Regions from separate parts of the Anas platyrhynchos genome. Here region 1 is linked to region 2. The links are chromatin contacts, called in public Hi-C maps. All regions are on one chromosome and are shown on one strand. The core of a region is the stretch at or near the end of the contact, and the rest is flanking DNA. Distances in the headings are between cores, read along the strand shown.

Region 1 (3,527 bases), core at 156-2,655, 43 kb before region 2:
AAACACAGCAGTATAGAGCACGTCTACTAGACCCAAAGTCTTCTCTGGATCCAGACTCCTCTGTAGCAAAGACATCGTTGCTGGATCTTCCTTCAAACACCTGTAATCATCAACATTAACATTTAAAAATAAAATCTTTGTATTTCACATTAAACAATTTTACCGTGCTAGTCAGATAATAAAAGGCTAATTTATACACTACTGCTGCTCCTATAAAGGTACAACTAGTAGGGCAGTATAATGCATGAACACCCAAGGGCTCCTAAGGACAGCACCTGCAGTCCCAGTTTCTCTTTTTAATTGTTGAATATACAGCTAATCCAATTTTAAGCTCATTTTAAAATCAGGATTATCTCTTTAGCTGAGCAGGCATAATTCAAGCACAGAGGTAAGAAAAAACAAATACACAAAAACCCATTTTTAAGAAAGTAGCAAGAGTGCTCAGCAAACTTAACAAAAATGCTAGTGCATGACACTTGCATCTTGAGTGCAATCTAGGAGTTCAATGCTAAGAAACACCCAGCCTGACACAGTCAGAATGAAAAATGATTCAGCATATCCAATAGGCTGTAGAACATGCTACTGAGCTGTGAAGGTGCAGAAATACTGAATTTTTTTCATTGATGGCACAGAATTAAGGTGAAATCAGAGTAACTTAAATCTATGTATTGACACATTTATCAAGTATTTAACGAGCCCTCCAGCACAGAAGAGTAAACAGGCGCTGTTGCTGTGTGTCAGTAGGCGGAGCTCTTCCAGAGCACACAAACCCTGGCTCAGAGCACTGCAGTTTTTTCGCTCTTTCACAATAGAGCACTTTATATAAAGAGAACAGAAGTGCCAGTTTCTACTCAGCAGAGGAATTAAAGATGAATTTGGATAAACAGACTATGGGCTGACTTGTACTTCTGGACATGCCAGTGGTACCATTAGTGACAGGCTATCTCACTAAGGATTCACATGAATGATTTGTGTTGCACCAAAACCCATAACACTGAGTATACTGAAGAAAGAGAGGAAGTGTTCTAATTCCAAATTACTGTTTCAAAAGAGAAGTCCTCGCCTGAGAATGAGGATTAGTTCTAATATGCTTTCCTGGGCAGTTAATTAAGCCACTAGGGATGGCATCTCTCGAAACACAGTTCTGCGTTCACAACAGCGCTTAAAGAAAGCTCAGTTAAGAGGGCCAAAGCTCTTGCCTTCGTCTCATCTGATGCCTGACCTTCCTGTGGTAACAGCTGTGGGGACCTGCCAGGGAGGAGCATAACAGGAATATTTCTGGATTTATATTTAACTTCCTCTTTCATCATCCAGCTTTTACATTCTTCTCTTCAGAGGAATGTTGCAGTGCACCAGCCTTGCCTCCCTTCCACTGCCTCCAACAGAGGGAGCACCAGTACAAAGACTGTTGAAAGTCTTTGAAAGTACAGCTGTTGGTCAATCTGTGAGAAGTGGTGGTATTCAATCAGCACAAGGCAAAGGAATTTAAGGTAGATCATAGTATTCCCCGATCCATTTATACTGCATTGTATTTCTTCCCATATACTTCAACAGCCATACCTACTAGTATGATCTACAATACAGTATTTTTATTTACCAAGTTGATGGAACTTGCACCACAATTCTGGATCCTTCTAAACTTATCTGAGGAGCGTAGGCTTCTTTATTTTCAATCTGTGCTGTGTCCACAACCACCTAGCAAATAAAAAGGGAAACGATTTTCAGAATTAGTTCTATTTTATCACCCCTGTATTACAGATGCAATCGTCTCACCTCCCTGCCATGCTACAGGTGCAGAAAGAACCACATAAAAACAAATGAAGTCACAAAATCATTATAAGTTGATTTCTATTTTAATATCTTGGGGGCGGGGGAAAAGAAAGCATACCAAATTATTAGTTTAATACATTAGCCTACATTTCAAGGACTTAATTCCTCCCAATTACATACTATAGTTACATATCAAACATGTACTTACCAGCTGCTTTAGGTAGCAGCTGGTAGTTATCAATGGCTTTGTGTAACAGCCCTTACATTTGAGAAGTCTGAGCTCTATTAAGGTAGTAATTGTGCCAAACACCTATTAAAATACTGTAAATAACCTAACTGCAGTGCACAACATGATACAGACAAATAGTATTTAGTCAAACTCTTCTCATAGCTTGTAATTTTTAACAAACATACCCTCCACCCACCCACACTCATGGTTACAAAATTTTATACCAGTATTTCTTTACTTAATGGAACTATTTATAACAGGGAATTAATAGTAGTGAAGAGAAGAAAAGTGACTGTTCAATTTGTTGAATTCTCAGCTTTCTGTAAGATATCATGAATTTATATGGAAGATGAAAGTCTTGAAAATTAATCTGCTGTCATGAAACTCTTTTTATGGAAACTGAGAAGGAATGGATTCACTTCAGCTTCATTTAAACTTCAGTACCAGTGATAGTAAGTTCCATATTTGGTTTCTGCTTTCTGTTGTTGTCCAGTCTGCATGGGCTGGCCTTTTTGATCATTTCCATAATTTCCTATTTTGGTCATGCTGAACCAGCAGCTTTTTGGCAGCACTCAGCAGTTCTTGCTCCAGTGACTAGCAGATTAGCTGTACCATTTATCCTTGAAATGGCAAAAAGTCCTTCTGTATAAAAAGCCTCAAGGGGCATTACTGGCTTTTTTGCAATCATCCTACACTGGTTCTACTTCTACCTCATTGTCTTTTACTAGTTATGAAATGTGAAATATAAATAGTGCTGAGATTTTGTCTCTCCTGCATTAGCAAAATAATTCAATGATAGTTCAACAACTTTTTCCCATCATTTCAATATTTTAGCATAGGGACTTAGTTTTCCTCCAGTTGTCTCTGAACACTTGCTCAAGTTTATTCCAACTTGTAAAAAACGTGTCTAAGCACAGTTATACGAGGCACCATGCTATTATCTGTTCATGAAAATACCTCTCAATTAATAACAGTGCAACCACATAACATTTCTTCATGGTTTATACCACGTTAATTTTATTTAATTTGGTATAGATTTAGCTATATTGCTAAATATAATCAGTTTAAGGAGAGACTACGATACATAGTTATTTTCTCAGGAGCTGGGGGAAAAAGAAAAATTACTATCTGCATCTGAGACCCTTAAGTCAAAAAGCAAAATTGTCATTTGTGCAGATCTAGATCAGTTCCTGGAAGTGATGCACCATAGCAGTTATGGTCTTGGACTTTTTTTTCCAGGGTCAAGAGCCTGCGTAATATTGTCTCACAATTCATTTATCTGAGTTGTACGCAAAATAAACTTAAAATAAACACATTTGTCACTCCCTGCCTGGTGGGTGCTTAGAGGATAGCTTCCTGTGCATCAGACATCTATTGTTCTTGTTTTACAGGTGTTTCCTCCCTCATCTCCACCCAAAGAATGCTTTAACGAAATAAATTACAGTTTCTCATCATTGCATGAGACTACATACAAGCATAATTAATCTTATAAAAAAATTATGGTATACAGATTACAAAGAAGGACTCA
Region 2 (3,373 bases), core at 397-2,896:
GGAAAAGGCTCCAGCCAAGTGCAAAATCATGTTGATGTACAAGATACACAAATAGCACCTGAGTGCACGCCACGATCGGCCAGCGCTCCTGACCCCATGAGCTGCATACCGAAACCTTCATGCGGCTGGGAGCTCCACGACACATGCCACATACCTCAGAGAGATGAGGGAAGGGGAGCGGATTGCAGGAGCTTCAGTCATCTGTCACCCACGGAAAGCAGCAACAGCACCTCAACAGCACCCCAAGATGGTGTCAGGCTGAGCATACAAGCAACAACAGCCTTAAAACCAGTGCTGACCTTTTCCCTGGCCTCTGGATTTGAGATTATCCAACAGCCACGCTGGCTGTTACAAGGCTCAGTGCCATTTTGGGAACCAAACCCGCACCTCCTGCCAGCTACACGTGCCTCTGAAGCCCCAGGCTGACCGGCTGTGAGGAGCCGGGCACTTATTGCCACTACAGAGGGCTGATGTACGCCGCCCTCTTCACCATGACACCCAGACATCTGTTCCTCTGGAGAACTAATAATAATGGCTGACTCGTACCTGTAACTAGGCTTGCAATTCCACCTGAAACAAAATCAGAAGAGGTCTCTCAAAATCTTTCAAATTACTGAGGTAACATACCTCCACCTGACAATTTATACCTGCTCCTCGTCACTCAGGGATAAAACCTCGCAGGCCCTGTCTCCAGCAGGGCAAAGCAAAGGTATATCAGCTAAGTTTCCAGCTACACCCCAAAACGAGAGTTTCCCTCCTCAGCCCGCAGTATGGACACGAGGGACTAAAAATAACACTGAATAGCGCTGGAAGCAGGCGTCAGGTGAAAGCCAAGAGCGGGCGGCAGCACAGAGACACCGCTGCGGGCCGGGGGCTTGGGGAGCCCAGCGCCAGGCTCCTGTGGGGGCACCTCCCGGGGGCTGCCCACGGAGCCCGGCCGGGCCCTGAGGCGGGAGGCGGCCGGGCAGAGCCGCGCCGCCCTGAGGCGAGGTCCCCGCCGCGGGGTCTCCGTCGCTCGCCGCGGGGCCGGAGCAGGCCGGAGGGAGCGGCGGGCGGCCACAGCTCGCCACCAAGGGGCGCAGCAACGCCCGCAAGGAGCAGGCCCGGCCGGGCTGCCCGCACTCGGGTCACGGCGGAGGGAAGGGGAGAAGGGGACGCGGCCGCAGCCTCGCCACCGCCCCGTGCCGAGCCGTGCCGAGCCTACCCCCGCCGCCACAGCCGGGCCGGGCCGGCGCTGCCGAGGGTGCGCGGCGACAGCCCCCGGGCCGCGCCTCGGGGCACCGCCGCCCTCCCGCCGAGCCGCCGGGGGGCTCCTCCCGGCCCCAGAGCGCCCGCTGCCCGCCTCGGCACCCGGGAGAGCCGAGGAGAGCGGCGGTACCGCCGGCCACGCCAGCCCGGTGCCTCGCACCGCCAGGGCCCCGCGGGCTGCGGAGCCGCGGGCGGGCTGAGGCAGGGCGGCGGGGAGCGGGGGCATGGCGGCGGCGCTCGCTCACTCACCTGCCCGCGACAGCCGCCGCCGCCGCCCGGCCAGCGCCGCTCTGTGTACTCCGGAAACGGCGGCTCCTCCGCCGGCCGCCGGGGGAGGGAAGGAGGCGGGCAGGGACCGGCCGGGGGCGGGCGGAGCCGCGACTGACAGCGGGAAGGGGAAGGCGGGAGCGGGGCGGGCGGCTGAGGGCTGAGGGGGGGGGGCGCGGCGCCTCAGGGAGCTGAGGAGGGGTGAGCGGGGAGGTGCGGGGCTGGGGCCTTGTCCCGGCAGGGCGATGCTGAGGAGCTCGCCCTCGGTCCTTCCACACGAGCACACGCACCCCGAGCTCCCCCGAGGTGTGGGGCAGGCCCCGGCTGCCTCCTGTCGTGTGAGGGGACCCGGCCCCGGCTGTTGGGGTGTAAATGGGGAGGGTGAGGGACGAGCAGGCCGTTATTTCAGAGCGGAGGACGAGGGGCGAGGGGAAATAATAAAAATCAGTCCATATTTTATATTAACCTCAAGTAACGAGGTTTCCCGTCCTGTCGTTTCATGGTCAGGTGCAGCGCGTCCTTCCATGAGGGAATGATCGGTGACAGAGATCGCCAGCAGCACCTGCAAAGTACTGTATTCCTCTTCTGTCTAAAGTCACTAGCCAGGGAAACTATGGGGTTCACCACTGTTAAACCTTTATTTGGGGATTGGGTAAAATGCTCACAAAGTTATCTGGAATTAGTCCCCTTGGGCATAATTATCATGGTGCTGCCAGCCTTACAAATTGCCCCAGCCAAAACAGGCCTGGTACGTGATGGCTTTGCTGTGTGAATTTGAACCAGTTTATTATTATTCCTCACTCTTAATGAAGACTGTATACAGAAAAGGTTTGCTGTGCAATTCAATGTATTTTCAAATCCTATTTCCAAAGAAAAATCCTGTTAATCCTGTTGTTCTTAGAAGAAGGTAGTTATTGTTTATTTCTAAGGTTTATTTAGAACCTTACATTTGAAATGGAACAATAAGTTAATAACATACAGAAATAGTTGGTAGAAGTTAGAAAATAAGGTCATATGTAATAGTGAGAAAATAGTTAAAAGTTCTTGGAATATAAAGAAGCAAAAACTTTGTTTACACGACTGAGCCTCTGATCTCTATGTCAAAAAAAAAAAGCAACAAAACATTAGAATATGATACTGATAAAGTGAAAATAAATAACTTCTTTCATTTTTTGTGCTGCTAATCAGAAAACTCTGTGGCAAGAAGTAAAATTGACAATTTATTGGACACCTTCTAGCCACAAGCTAGGAATAGTCCTCAAACAGTGTCTGTGGGAAGCTGCCTAGGAGCAATCTGTGGCTTTGTTTCCTTCTCTGTAACAGATGGTTACTGGCAGACTGGGCTTCTCATCAATGTGTTGCCCCCGAACTTTTCTGATTCTTGCATGTCTACTAAGCTTGTCTCTTCCTGGTAAATTTAGTCCTCAAATTAAGAGATACCTGGGAAATACTTGGAAAGCAAGCAAGGCAACAGAAGGCTGTCATATTGTTGGCTCCTTCAACAGAGACGGGTGCTGGAGCATTCTTTTTATTCTGAGAGTGCAATAAGGGGCTGGAAAAGGTACCTTTTTCCGCTTTTAACTAGCTAAATGGTAAGTGAACATTGATTTGAAAAAAAAAAAGAGATAAAGACTCAGGTGGGGTTTGAACAAGTTTTTGACTGGAACAAAGTATTAATAACTGAAAAGGAAGGGAAAGAGAAAAAATACTGCAATGTATTTTCCTTCCTCCCAGGCCAGAATCTGTGGCTGCATCTTAAAATAATCCAAAGAAAGACCAAAAATACCTCCTGTTTTTTGGTTTTGTTTTGTTTATTAAAAGAAAGAAGGGAGAGACACAGACAAGCACACATGTTTTT

Evidence for each region. A called contact is a pair of places that touch in the nucleus more often than the background predicts.
Region 1: a Hi-C map of subcutaneous adipose tissue shows a contact between it and region 2, with 2.6 times the contacts expected there. The contact joins the enhancer-like site here to the promoter of GARRE1 in region 2. A contact is called at or near these places in 3 of 8 Hi-C or Micro-C datasets (F1 follicle, skeletal muscle and subcutaneous adipose tissue).

What each region holds. Positions count from the first base shown.
Region 1 is chr12:10,071,594-10,075,120 of IASCAAS_PekinDuck_T2T, reverse strand. GARRE1 (granule associated Rac and RHOG effector 1) reads right to left here. Exons shown (of 14, transcript XM_027466947.3): 8 at 1,598-1,695; 9 at 1-100. Among named protein-coding and RNA genes, the nearest start is that of SS18L2, 13 kb to the left of the region's middle. Within about 2 kb of position 1,405, at least 7 of the 8 cell types and tissues checked have an H3K27ac peak or open chromatin away from gene starts, as enhancers often do. A contact at or near this core is called in F1 follicle and subcutaneous adipose tissue, where this site is marked.
Region 2 is chr12:10,028,833-10,032,205 of IASCAAS_PekinDuck_T2T, reverse strand. It overlaps GARRE1 (granule associated Rac and RHOG effector 1), which reads right to left and starts at 1,646. Exons shown (of 14, transcript XM_027466947.3): 1 at 1,498-1,646. GPI (glucose-6-phosphate isomerase) reads left to right here and starts at 1,709. Exons shown (of 19, transcript XM_072043958.1): 1 at 1,709-1,821; 2 at 2,023-2,084.